Regions from separate parts of the Zea mays genome. Here region 2 is linked to region 1. Evidence: chromatin contacts called from public Hi-C data. All regions are on one chromosome and are shown on one strand. The core of a region is the stretch at or near the end of the contact, and the rest is flanking DNA. Distances in the headings are between cores, read along the strand shown.

Region 1 (7,356 bases), core at 1,390-3,889:
AGTTACGCTGCAGTAATAGCAATAAAAAGGGCTTTAAGGAGACGGTGTTTGAGTGAGTGACATGATGTGTGGTGATGTCTACCTTTAAATCTCAAGCTTAGTTCGTAGTTATATCCTACTCTCTTCTTGTTGCGGACAGTGACCTGAAAGGCCTGCAAAGGAACCAATGGTTTATATTCAGAAGTTAAATTGTCACAGTACAGAACCACAGAGACACTTCAAAGAAACAAATGGCTTGCACAAGGCAAGGCACCCAAGCAGATTCCATCCACGGTAGTGTGTCACAAATACTGTAGTTACTCGGCTGTTATGTGCGAACATGCCTTGAAGAATTTTCAGTTCAAAACATTTTGTTCATTTGTTTAGTCGCATTGTTCTTTTTCAGACGATGCTCACAACTATTGACAGAACCTTACCAATATACTTCTAGGTTGCAGCAAACAAGGAGGCAGGTGCAATCAAGTTTTCTTCACTGGGCACAACTTCTTGAGTAGCCCAGGTGGAGGAATGGACACCGAGCTAAGCGAAGTGCATGTGAATTCTTCACTGGTTTTACACTGCCTGCTGCCTAATATCATTATTATATTTATTTATACACTTAAATCCAGCACAGGTTCCCAAAACATAGATCAATCTAGAGACTACTGTGTTATGCTGTAGTACGTGTCATTCAGCTGTCAGGTTAGAGTTAGACAAACAGTTTCATATTACATAAGGCTGATGTCAAGAGAAATCAATCGCATCATGTGTACAATGGCAAGGAAGCAAAACGAATAATCAGACTGTTTCTTTCAAGCACAAATTGATGATGGAATAATAGGATCGAATGGTTTTGTTAAAAATATACTTACATCGCCTGAGCACTTGGACACTTCATCAACGGATGCATTCCCTGTAGGGAACTTCAATGAACCTAGAGAGCCCAGCAAATCCTGTAGCACAAAGTAGCCAGCAAATGTCAGAGAATTTTTTACAAACAGAAACACCATTGTACTAGGAGTGTCATAAGCCAAGTATTTGTTGCCAACAACTGGTTAATAAAATATTCACCTTTATCCTACTATTAGCCCATGAGTTGAGGTTCTTTTCCTCCCAAGTTCCAGCCTGCAACGAGCCAACAAAGCATCAGGAGATTTTAGAGTAGGAAGAATATCCATAAATTTGAAGACATGTACAGGAAGATTCATTCTGTCCAAAGCTGCAAGATTCATAATAAATGATATGGTCATATGGATCAGCGTTTTGAGCAAAATTAAGCATAGACATTTAGTCACGGCTCCGGCGATACGAAGCTGTTCCTGTCATTTCTTCCTATCAACTTCAGAGAAGCAACAGCTTAACTTATCATATATTCATATTACAAGATAGGAGCAATGTCATAAGACCACTCATCGCGAACATAAATAAACCAATGTAGGGGTAAAATGAATTCATGTGGCGTTAAATCATTTAGAATAAAAAAGCTCGTACCAACTAGTTTAAACATATCAGACACTTTACCCATTAGTTCAGAGTTGCAAACATATACACCCTTCACATGCATTTCCCCTACTCATACACCTATCTATCGTCCTTTTTCTATCTCTCGCTTCCAGTTCCAGGGTAGTCAGGGTTATACACTTTTGCTTGGGAATCTAGTCTTGAATAAAAAATAATAATATTCCCCAGCCTGCACGCAGTCAGCCTGATTGTTTGTGGACTGAATCGAATCTTAATAAGCAGCAGGAACACTCATTGAACCAAGATAAGAAACATTTCTTGCAAAAGCAAGGGTGAATGCACCCAGGGTTCCACAAGAAGAGGATGGAGCGGGACATTAACACAGGAACATAATAAGAAACAATAAGTCCTGCGGCAATCGGCCAACCAAGCAACAAATTCATGGAAAATAAGCTCCATCGATTGGAATGCTTTTTCGCTGATGAGGCATTAAATGGGGGTAATTGCGAACAAATGGTGACTCTAAACTGTACAGTTGCATTTGTGCCAAGGTATCATATTTGGTTGCCGCTAGCCGTACTAATAATAATCGCAAAGGAAGTTGAAATACAGACCAGATCTAGCATTCGTCAGCTCCCCAATCAGACTCCACGCACGGACGAACACTGAGGACACAAGGGGCGTCACAAATTCGTGACCCTTTTAGTCGTCAAGCTTGTTACAATGCCACTAGTCAACTACTTACACGGTTCCTTCTCCAATCCAACAGGGATAGACGGAAAGGTGGAGATGATGGGATGAGACGAGATGAGGAGCGTGGCTCACCTGATTCCAGACGGACCCGAGGGGCGGCGGGTTCCCGTTCCCATTGGCGGCGGGGTCGAGCTTGCGCGGGACGGGGAGCGGCGCGGCGTCGCCGGTGGCTTCCCGCACCCAGTACCTGTACGACGACGCCTTCTCAGCCGGTGCCGCTGCCGCCGTCTCCTCCATCTCTACTCGTTCGCCGGCGCCGACGACGGACGGACTGACGGGTGTACGGATTGGTGCCGACGACGGCGCAGATCTCTCGGCGAGGCGCGGGAACGGGATGGGGCTCGACGCGTCGCTTGCACTCCAATTCTGACCGCTTTCCTGGGGGCTCGCTTCCTCTTTCTCCTTTTGGTGCCGTCAGGGTCAGCGCACACGCCCAGTGGCGTGCGGCGTGCCCACGTGTTCCAGATGCTTCGGGAACCTTCACGGCAGTTACACGCTCAACGGCTCAATGAACCTCGTGAACCTTCCAGGCTACGTGGAGACGGGCGTCCTTCAGTCACGTGGAAAACGAAAACGATCGTGAGACTTCAAAAATGTTTCTTTTCCAACCCTAAGATAAAAAATGCTACCTGAATGAAACAATTATAATTATCTCTTTTTTTTCTTTTCCATGTTCCAGCATAGCAAACTGGTAACGAATTTCCAGTCACACACAAGAGCCACAGTACATAGATGAAAAAGGAAAGGATGCAGACGCTTCAGAATCTGACGAAAGCATAACGTTTGCAATTCTAGAAAAATCCTACTGAAACGCTAGCAAAATCGAGTAGAACAACGTTGGGGGTCAAGCACTCCCTTTCAGATCAGATAACAACACGCTACATATATCCTTTGATCAGCTCTCCAGGCAGAAACCAGTAGCACTAAGCACACTGCTCAACTCAGATAGAACTAAACCATATCATCTCTGTTATTTTTCCTCTCTGTTACAACACAAAGATGATCTTGATGCCTTATTATAGACCAACCCAATAGGACCGGCCATTGCTGTTGTGGATCGGCGACGGGGTCGGCGTAGTCACAGCCCACTCGTACCACACCTGCAGCAGCAGCAACGGGGAAGATGAGGATGATATGGTAGAAATTCTAGTGTCCCGGAATGGACAGGTCATCACATATGCTTACCTTCGTGGGGGCACAGCACCGCCAGAAGTGCACTTCTATAGGAGACCCTTCGGGCACGTAGATGGGCTTTCTCAATGGGAAGAAGATCGGGAACCTGACAGTTTTCCGTCATGAAGATAACAGCTATTGACTGATGGCAAGATTTGAGAGATTGTATTGTCAGCTTTCGTAAACAAAATATCAGTACCAGCTGAACATGTTTGGTGTAGCGGTGTTTGGCTCGATTCCAAGATGAACATCCTTATAAAGAACAGAGTCAAAATAGCCAGCAAATCCTGCCAAAATGATGGGTGGGGTGGGGTGGGGGGGTACCAGCGTTAGTGAGGGCCAACTTCTGTATCTATCTATGGTACTAGTTTATATGAATAACAAAATCCAAACAATGGGTATGGTTGCATACCGTGCACAAGGCATGAACCCATGTCTGGCAGCATTTCAAATTGCAACTTGGTGTACCTTTGGTTGCTGGCATTTGGTGAGAAATTTGGATGGGTGAAAGTAAAAACCTACACAAGTAAAGGTGATAACCAAATTTCATGGCATAAATATATTTGATCAGAACCGATGAAGCACACACAGCATATCAGATCTCTCACCTGTTGTGGAGGTGCAAGTGTCGCTATGCGGTGTAGTTTCACAACATATGCCGTTTCAAAATGTGCAATATCTTTGTGTGCTTTGATCTGCGGAAATTAAGGCACTCAGGTTTCTATAGAAATGTCATGAGCTGTAACTGCGATTTGTAGACACTTACGTCGTCGTGCAATTTTGACGCTGTTATTGGTTGGATGAAGCTGGTGTATCTGCAAAGAAACATAAGCAGACAATCAAATGATATTTAAAATGTTTTTGGCATCAGGAATTGAGAAAATATATGTATAAGAAAAGGTCCAGTACGATGAAGGAATGGAAATCCCATCAGGCTTCAAGAATCGTTGAGCACCATCCAGACACTCCGGAGATAGTTCATTGTCCCCAAAGGACCCAAGCAATTCACTTACCTGAATCATGTAGGTATGTAAGAGTTTTTAACATCAACGGGTTGGAAAGGTTTAACATGACCATTTCCAAAAAAAAGAAATATCACCGTACCAAAATATCTGCCTTTTCAGGGGCATCCCAACACCGCATGTCACTAGAAATTACAGTAACCAGGCTTTCCCAACCCTCCAATTTGATCAAACTCTGTTTCAGCACCCAAAATTTATTAAATCAAAATTCAACAGTTATACAAGGCAACAGTAGATAGCAATACAAGTAAAATGATTGTATCAGCAATTATTGCATTGTTGAACTTTATTAGTTTAGTACCAGCCTAATGGACATGACTGAATAAAATAAGAGACAGAACAGCTACTCAATAACTTACATGAAGAGTAATAACAGCGTTAGGATTTTTTTCAACAGCATATACTTTTAACTTGCGACCAGTTTCTTCAGCAGCCTGCAATGTCAAAATCATTTAGCTCAATTGGAGAGAGAAATAAAAAATCGCTTGTGTTACAGTTGTACTATGTTTATCGAAGAGGGTGTTGCTCTTGTATCCTTATGACAGCTAATTAATCAATATCCTTTTTTTTTCTTTGAAGCTCATAAGCTTCAAGAGAAGTGATGCTAACCTGCAATGATGCTCGTACTAGAGGCCCTCGGCCTGCTCCCACAACCATCAGAACCTTTATTTGTTCAATAGTGAATAGATAATTAGACTCAAGGAAAAGAAACAGAAGCATGGAATGAACCCAATGAGACAAGTAGATTTATTTACAGGATGCAGGAAATTGAAAGGCGGGGAAAAAAGTCATTCAACTGGTCATGATCCAGAAACATACAGGAAAAACAACATTTGAATTTATTCTATCTCAGCAGAAAATAAAGCCCCTAATGTTATTTAAAGCCACACCATTACATCATCTCCTAAACTTTTCGCTGTCCTAAATTTTTACTGGAAGTATGGTTTACATGCACCAAATTTAGGAGGAAAAACACATCAAAGTTCAAGGCTTTACCGTCCTAGTTGTGGAGACTGCATCATCTGCAACCCTATCAACCAAGGCCTTAGCAACTGCTCTTCGATACTGCCCACATGATGTAATACAAATAATCAACAAACACCGGTGTTGGACTTAATAATGAGCAGACATGAAGTCACAGGGAAAAGAAAGGATAAGATTCTGGTCTTATAATATTTGTTTTCTTTTGCCAAACCAGGTTCATCAGCTCGCTCAAGTAAACTAATATTTCAAGAACAGACATATAATGTGATGCTCAAGGATTTCAAGTCGCCTGGTCGAACCCTGGGACCGACCAGTCGCGATTAGGCGACGACCAGGGCGATTAGTCGACCACTTAGGATTAGAGCAGCAGCAGCCATTAGTTCGGCACTGGCACCGACAGAGGAGGGAGGAGGGGCAACCGGCAGCGGAGGAGAAGGGGGAACCTTGAGATGATGAGCTACCTCGTCACTGGTGTTGGAGATGCCGGTGATCTAGAGCAGCAGCCGCCCGCCGGTGACCTGGAGTTCTGGACTAGAGCTATGGAACTGGAGCAGGCAGAGGAAGAGGGGCAACAGGCGGGCGGCGGCAGAGGGAAACGAGCAGAGGAGGGGCAGCTCAGGGCAGAGGAGGGGTAGCCAGCGTCGAGGTCTGGCCGGCAACCGACCAGTGAGGAGGCGACGGCGGCGCGAGGAACCAGGCGGCGGCAGGAGGCGGCGTGAAAGAACACCTGGAGAGTATGGCGGCTAGGTTAGAACAGGAGAGGAGAGGGTACTCTAAAGAACCCTACTATAAATGGGCCAAAAAAGGCCCAATAACTAAACCCTAGCCGGACGATCAAGTATCATTAGTCGGACGATTAATCGCCCTAATCAGCGATTAGTCGGACGACCAGGACGACCAGCAAATCTAGTCGAGTCGTCCAGCTAGTCGCGCTCTAATAGCCGACTTGAAATCATTAGTGATGCTTGAAATCGTGGTGGAAATTGTCAGAACCTATCAGGGCCCAATGGGGGGCAGCAAGGAGCGTAGGTCAAAGTATAAGAAGATTAGTTGAGATTATCTAAGAGATTAGTTGAGATTATCTAGGAAGGTTATCAGTTAGTAGTTTGTTGAGAGTTTTTAGGAGAGTTTTAAGGAGATAAGGATCTCTAGCTAGATAGGGGCGGCCAGCCAGCAGGCCGGCCTATTTATGTAATCAATGGATGAGAAATAAAGTAGTCAAGAGTTAGAAGGGAGAAATCCTCCTCTTGCTCGACTGTGAGCGGAGGCCCCCGGCAGGCCTCCCTAGCGCCCCCTAACCCTAGTTGTCGCCCTCTAACAATCTAGTATCGGAGAGCTTGGGTTTCGATCAGCAACCATAACAATCTGGTATCGGAGAGCTTGGGTTTCGATCTACACCGCATGGCTTCTGCTGCCAATTTTGTCACACCGTCGGCCCCAACACTGTCGACATCCACATGGGCAGTCACTGCGCCCACGGCACTGTCGTCGATGCAGCCATCACCATCTCCATGGGCGACGCCACTAGGGGAAGACACGGATCAGCCATCACCATTCTCCATCGATGGTGGATGTCAAGGACCTCCCGACCTAGGGTAGCTGGCCCCTGACTACGGAGTTCGTAGCCACGGTCCGTCGTCGCCGGTGAGATTTTTCCCCTCAGCCGTCGGCTTGTTTAGAGAGAGAGAGAGATTAGGAAATAATAATCTTGCTTCCTTTATTCCCTGCTGCCATGTGGCTTATAAATAGACCTATGGCTAACCAATTTCTCCTATAAACTCTCAACTAACTCCTATTTTCTTGGACTTATCTGCTGCCAACTAACTCTCCACAATTCTCTCATCTCAATCTTATTCTCTAGCCTTATCTTTATTTCTAAATCTATCCACTGGTTGTGGCCTCTCCTGTGCGTGTTTAGCGCGCTCTGCAGCGCGGCGTGCGTCACGGTGGCGCCTATATGTGCGCCCGCACATGACATCTCTCC
Region 2 (6,763 bases), core at 2,013-4,512, 210 kb after region 1:
TCTTTAAGCTTCTTGACAGTTTATATATTTTAAGTAGAGTCACGACAAGGTTGTGCCAGTAACTAAGCGTACTCTCTTGGCAGTGGGATTTCTGAATAAGGACTAAGGACAGCCTTGGCCAAAAACAAGATCAACTTGAAGACTAATAGATAACTTCGTGGCACCTCATGTAATAAGTTGTGCACAATTTGGCCCATAGCATGAATGTATCAATGCCCATAAGAAACGTTATATACAAAAAAAGTTAACAAACCTTGGCACATAGGTTGCGGGCCTTGTCCCAATCAATCTTGCTGTAAGGGTCTTTGAAAAGTTCCTTCCTTAATTCCAACAGAAGTGGTGTGATTCGGCCAACAAACCTCTTCCCATAAATGTAGCACATTGGCAAATACACCATTCGACAATGACACCACATCCTCCCTGCAAGACATTGTAAACCACAAAAGCGTATCATATGAGAAAAAGGAAACAACAAAGAAACCAAGAGCACACTACTGAAAGACTATGGACCTATGGTAATGCAAAGTATATTGATTGTTGGCCGATTAGCACATTAAAAATAGAAAAAGGAATGATACGTAAATGACAATTTTATGATACACTAATACCATTGGTGATTGGAACATTCAGTTAGGGCTGAATATATATTGTTTAATCTTCAACATGTACTATATACAACCTTTAGAACCAACTTACAACTTAGCAATCTTTACCACTGAGTGATAGAATGTATATACACATTGTTGCGTACACGGCCGTTTAGCGCATGTACACGCTGTGTAAACGCTACACAATGGCTTACCATGTCCATTTAATCAGCCGTTTATCCCGTTTAATCACCATCTAGTCCATCTAAATAGCCATTTAGCCTGAATACATAGCTAAATGGTAGGTGACCGTTTAAACTGTTTAAACATTTAGGCTAACACTGGTAATATACACCTATAATATACTAGCTTTATGTACATCAAGAAAAAGAAAGCAGAACCTGGGTGAAATGGGAGGAGATATGGCAGTAGCCATACTTCTGGTGGCACCGGGTTGTTACCAGACCATTCAAATACACCTAGTACCTTTAATAAGCCAGGTAATTAGAAGGGGTTAAAGCAGATCCAAGAAAAGGGAAGCAGCTAATAAACAAATAAATAAGAGTCAATTCCCTACCGAAAGCCAAAACTTCCCCCACGATGTTATATATGTTGCTCCACCATGGTCTAATATCCAGTTTCGACCTTTCTCCATGGCTCCATCTCCACTATCTGGTCCCTCTCCAAGCAATCTCAAAATAACATAGGTCAGTGCTGAGCCGAACATGGTGCTTGGACCCTCAATGTGCAAGCCCCAGCCGCCATCTTCATTCTACAGTTGCAGTGATAAAATCAGATCACCTTCAGCCATTGTAGGGTTGACAAATTTAGAACTTGATCCTTGCCTGGTGATTATAAAGATACCGGCGGATCTCCTTCTGGTGTTCCAATGACAAGACAGTGTTTAGTGCTCCAGTCACATACAATGTTATGATCTGGACAAAGGGTACACACAATTAGTAGCTGTTTTGTAAACCAGGAAACATGAAACATAAGTCTTCCATGTAATCTAAAAATCAGATTCCTGCTACAATTTGCTAGTTCCTATTTCATGAGGCATCTAAATTGGTACTCACAGTGAATGCAAGAAAAAAAAAACATTGTGCTCATATAGAATATGAGGCATAAGATGTAAGAAAGCAAGATAGCACAATTTTGTCTTAAACATATCACAAGATTAATCACAGAGCACAGATTTAGTCGTAGGAATGCATATCCAAGTGAAGTAAGCAAGTTAAACATATCACTATAGAAGAAGAGTTGAAAGAGGCACCAAGCCTGGCATAAGGAACATAGGACCACCATAATCCCCAGGCCAGTGTCCATCATGTGCCTGGAGAGTAGAGAAACGGCTGATTGCCCTTTTCAATGTAGTCAACACAGCTTCCTCGGTCACATCTTCATGCTCACCGAGCTTGATGCCTGGAAGGTGAAGCTCAATCGAGTTTTCTTTGGCGAACTGCAGTGTGTAAACGGGAGCAGATATTTCAAATTGTTTCACAGAAACAGAGACTGCACAAGAAAGAAGCACTGGGCGCAGGACTGGACTAGATTAGTTGCCAAAATCTGTGCCGATTCTCAACCATTTCGTGGCTTGTACTAATATTTCCACGGACAGTGAAATGTTCTCTTTTCTGTGGAAGAATGCAACACGCTGACAGTGAAAAGGAATTACTGTATTATCTCCGACAACAACCATGTGCCGTGCCAAGTTTACATACTACAGCTGCAGCTAGACATCGCAAAACGTGCCGACAGTTACCTACGGTATTGTATGGAGGGAAAACGGAGGAAGTCTGGAATCGTGACAAGAGGAAGGATGATGATCATGCCTGCAACCTGCGAGAGCCAGTCAGCCCATCCCAGCTCGCATGCCGCGCATCAAAACTGTACAAGACTACAAGAGTCTCATGAACACAAGTTTTTATTTAGTTATCGGAAAAGGACAGATTCAGTGCGTGCGGGAGGCTCCATACAAGACTACAAGAATGAGGTCCAAGTCTTTCCGCATCTAGGAGAGGCAATGTAGGTGACTTGGTGTCTCGGTGAATATTCACCGCTGCACTAGGCCTCACTGAAAGGGATTGGCAAGTGGGAATTAACGTATCGTCGTCGGGCCCACGAGAATGTGTGGCAAGTAAGACTACCGCCGCCGCCGGTCGTTCGCAGCCCGGGCGCAGAACGCGCCATCCGTCACCGACGGACCAATCGAGACGGCGACACGCACGCGGGCGGGCGAGGGCAATGGCAGACGCGTGGGCGAAAGGGGTGGCAGGACAAGGCACAAGGCAGGAGCATTACGGGCGGCTAGCGACCGGCAGGAAGGCGCGGCCCACCTGGATGCGCATGAGGAGGTCGGCGCTGTGCTTGAGGTGGCCCCTGGTGGCGACGAAGGCGCGGCGCGCGGCGTCGACGGCGGGGTCGGGGTCGGCGGCGGCGTCGAACTCCCACACCTGGCGGCCGACGTGGGCGTTCTTCGTGCGTAGCCAGGGGTCCCCGCCCCCCTCCGCGATCCGCAGGCGCCACATCGCCCTCCTCAAATGCGGCGGGCGAGCGGTGGGGAAGGTTCCGATCCGCCGCGGCCGGCCGGTGCGTGGCTTGGCTTGGCTCCCGGCACCGGGAGGCCGGGATCCCCCTCTGTGGCGGGCGTTGATGAATGGCGAGGGGAGTCCAGGGAGGACAGTTCAGGCTGGGGAGTTGATTTGATTTGGGATTTGAGTGGAGTTCGCAGCAGTAGTCGTTGTTGTTCGGGACAATTGCATTTTTACCCCTGCTCACCACTCGGGTGTTTAAATTCACTATAGTTAATAGTTTAATAGTCCGTTAGTTAAAAAATTACTAGTGGAATTAACTAGCTAACCAATAGCTAGATAACTATTAACTAATTTACTAAAAATATCTAACTATTAGCTAGGGTGTTCAGATGTCTTCAACTAATATAAAGTATGACATAAATTCAATCATAATTTTGAAAACAATTATTTTAAATTGAAAAAATTGAATACTTTGAATTTGATAATAAAATTAAATTTAACATTATATTTTAACAACACTTTAATTATAATTCGTCAAAATTTTAGCTATAATTTGTCATCAATTTGAGAACATTTGAAATAGATGGTGTCAAATTATAGCTAAAATGCTATCAAAATTAGAATTAAAATGTTGTTCAATTTTTGATAAAATATAATGTTAAATTTAATTTATTTTTCACTAAATTCAAATCATTTGAAATTTTGAATATGAAATAATTGATTTTTAAATTTATGGTTGGATTTATGTCATATTTATACTCTAAACTTTTATATCAAAGTGGGGGTAAATTTATAAACAGCTCATAATAAGAGGGGCATTGGTGCAAACTGCAAAGTTATATGCTGACTTGACACTGTTATGTGCTTGTAACATAATAGGGGCAAGCGAGGGCTTCGTTTCAAAAAAGAAAAAAGCAACGGTGCAAAGTTCAAAAAACAGAGGTAAAATGAATTTAGAGTCGTTAAGGCGCGACCGTGCGAATGCCCCCTTGTTGTTTTCAAGGGGTGGCTCGTGATCGTGTTGTCCCCACGCGGTTAGAGATATAATCGGATTAAATACCGATGAATAATATCCATACCATTTACATCTCTACATGCGGCCATGCATGTGTGTCCCGGAGCAAATTTTTATATATTTTTAAAAACATGACATATTATATTTAGACATATAAATATGACACTGTTTTTTACATATTTCAGTTAGATTTAAAGTTGAATGACTAAAAATTGCTGTGTATGTTTTTTAAAAAGAAAACGTAGGAGCAAGATACGAAGTTAGAATACCATTTATATTCTTAATTTGAGATGGAGGGAGTAGATTTTCGTCGGGTAATACGAAAATCCCAGGTCGCCTAATTAAGACCTGATTTGTTTACTTCAGTTGGATTATGGTGAAAAGGCAGTAGAGTAAAATATCACTTATTTAAGTTTATTTCATCTTATTTGTAGTTCTAAAGTGATATTTATCCTCAGACTCTTTCAGTATAATCCAACTTATATAATGTAGGAGGGAACAAACATACCCTAAACTAAAGTTGAAAAACACCCAAGATCGTCTCATCTTTTATCAATCCCTCGTCACAAGAGAACCAGAGAAGCAGTGTCCTCACCAACTTAGTTTCGTAACGACTCCAATTAACACCCAAGGCAGGAGAATGTTGTTAGAGTTCAAAAACAATGTAGATCAACTTGCAAATAACAATCAAGAAAGAACATCTTGTTGGGCACTGACATGCTTGTTGGCGCCGATCCGGGCGTTAATCACGGCGTTAAGAACCGGCGGCGGTGCTCTATGTGGAGGCGTGGACGATCCGTGGCCAGAGGCCGGACGATTCGTGACCTAGCGCAGAGGTTGGTCCCCTGCCTGACGGGTCGGACGGTCCGCGCGTGCGCAGGGGCGACGGAGTTCGTCGGCAACGCTTGAATCTCGCTCCCGGGAGTTACCCCGTCGGGGAGGAGAGATCCTAGGCTTCGTCTAGGGTCAGCAGGCCGACCTAGACACCTCTAATCGACATAGAGCCGAAGAGAAGCAGAGAATTTAGGGATTGAGAGGTTAAACTAGAACTACTCCTAATGCCTAAAGTAAAACGAGAGATAAACTGAGTATTGATCCGATTGTTGATGATTAATCGGTCGTAGTCCTCTATGTATATATAGAGGGGAGGTATGGACCCGTTACAATATGTATTCTGAGCTAAATCCTCGGATCTCGCTAACAAATCCCACAAGAAACTCGAAACCCTAACTAATTCTGCGCGCACGGACCGTCCGCCATCAGTGCGGACCATCCGGCAGGCCTTTTTGGTGCTCAACATATGCCCCTGCCTTTTGGCGGAGCTGAGCGAACCAAAAGCAACTAACTCGATGTGATCATATCGGTTTTCTTAAACATCTTGCCACACATTAGGATGATACTGCTTAAGGAACTGCCCGTTTAACGCCTTGGGCAAGTCTTTGCCTTGTAATGTTTGCAACAAGTAGGCGTTACCGGACACCACCTGCATGACCTTGTAAGGGCCTTCCCAGCTTGGCGACCACTTCCCAAATTTCTGGTTTTGCCCTTAGGGGCAAGACGGTCTTCCATACCAGATCCCCTACCTGGAATGATTTAGCCTTGACCTTCTTGTTGTACGCTTTAGCGACAATGATCTTGTCCTTTTGTATTTCTCCTAAATCTGTCACTCTCTTGTTGACCACTTCATCAATATTGTCCATCATTGAATTATAATAATCACCGACAGTTAGATCATTTTGCCTGACGAACCTAACATCATTTAAACTTATTTCTACAGGCAACACTGCTTCCTGCCCATAGACAAGCTCAAACGTAGATACTTTAGTAGCATGATGTTTAGATATCCTATGAGCCCATAAAGCTTTAGACAAAATCTTATGCCAATGCTTAGGATGATCATATATCTTCTTTTTTATCAGGTTAATCAATGTTCTATTACTAGATTCGGCCTGCCCATTGGCCTAAGCATAGTACGGAGATGAATTGAGCAATTTAATTCTATATAATTCAGCAAACTCACGTACCTCCTTTGACATAAAAGAAGCTCCCTAGTCTGTAGTCAAAGTCTGGGGAATGCCGAATCTATGAATAATATGCTCAGTTATGAACTCAGTTACCTCCATGTGTGTCAGAGCAACGGCTTTAATTCATTTGGTAAAGTAGCCGGTGGCCACTAATACGAACTAATGCCTTTTTGATGACGAAGGATGAATCTCTCCTATAAAGTCCAATCCCCATCCTCTGAAAGGCCAAGGTTTAATGATAGGATGTAATTAAGTTGCGGGGACCAATTGTAAGTCACTGAATTTCTGACAAACTTGGCATCCTTTGTAGTACTTGAAACAATCAGCTATCATATTAGTGAGAGCACCTAGAGGGGGGGTGAATAGGTGATCCTGTAAAACACTTGAAACTTAATCCACAAAACTTGATTAGGAGTTAGCACAATTAAGCCAAGTGGCTAGAGAGGAGAACTTGCACAACACTATGACCACAAGGAGATCAACACAGAGATGGCACAGTGGTTTATCCTGTGGTTCGGCCAAGTCCAACACTTGCCTACTCCACGTTGTGGTGTCCCAACGGACGAGGGTTGCAATCAACCCCTCCCAAGCGGTCCAAAGACC

The links. A called contact is a pair of places that touch in the nucleus more often than the background predicts.
Region 2: a contact with region 1 is called in a Hi-C map of leaf, with 6 times the contacts expected there. The contact joins the promoter of LOC100382426 here to the promoter of LOC100277472 in region 1. A contact is called at or near these places in 4 of 25 Hi-C or Micro-C datasets (ear, leaf, leaf mesophyll and 1 more).

The regions. Positions count from the first base shown.
Region 1 is chr5:79,866,323-79,873,678 of Zm-B73-REFERENCE-NAM-5.0, forward strand. It overlaps LOC100277472, which reads right to left and starts at 2,640. Exons shown (of 6, transcript NM_001151021.2): 1 at 2,266-2,640; 2 at 1,051-1,104; 3 at 852-932; 4 at 83-152. The coding sequence starts at 2,430. LOC100273548 reads right to left here. Exons shown (of 22, transcript NM_001147966.1): 12 at 5,385-5,453; 13 at 4,998-5,051; 14 at 4,748-4,822; 15 at 4,471-4,563; 16 at 4,276-4,379; 17 at 4,133-4,181; 18 at 3,975-4,061; 19 at 3,779-3,884; 20 at 3,566-3,653; 21 at 3,379-3,472; 22 at 2,811-3,293. The coding sequence ends at 3,210.
Region 2 is chr5:80,080,365-80,087,127 of Zm-B73-REFERENCE-NAM-5.0, forward strand. It overlaps LOC100382426 (Cycloartenol synthase), which reads right to left and starts at 3,263. Exons shown (of 18, transcript NM_001175169.1): 1 at 2,924-3,263; 2 at 1,861-2,046; 3 at 1,433-1,522; 4 at 1,165-1,359; 5 at 989-1,073; 6 at 254-420. The coding sequence starts at 3,115.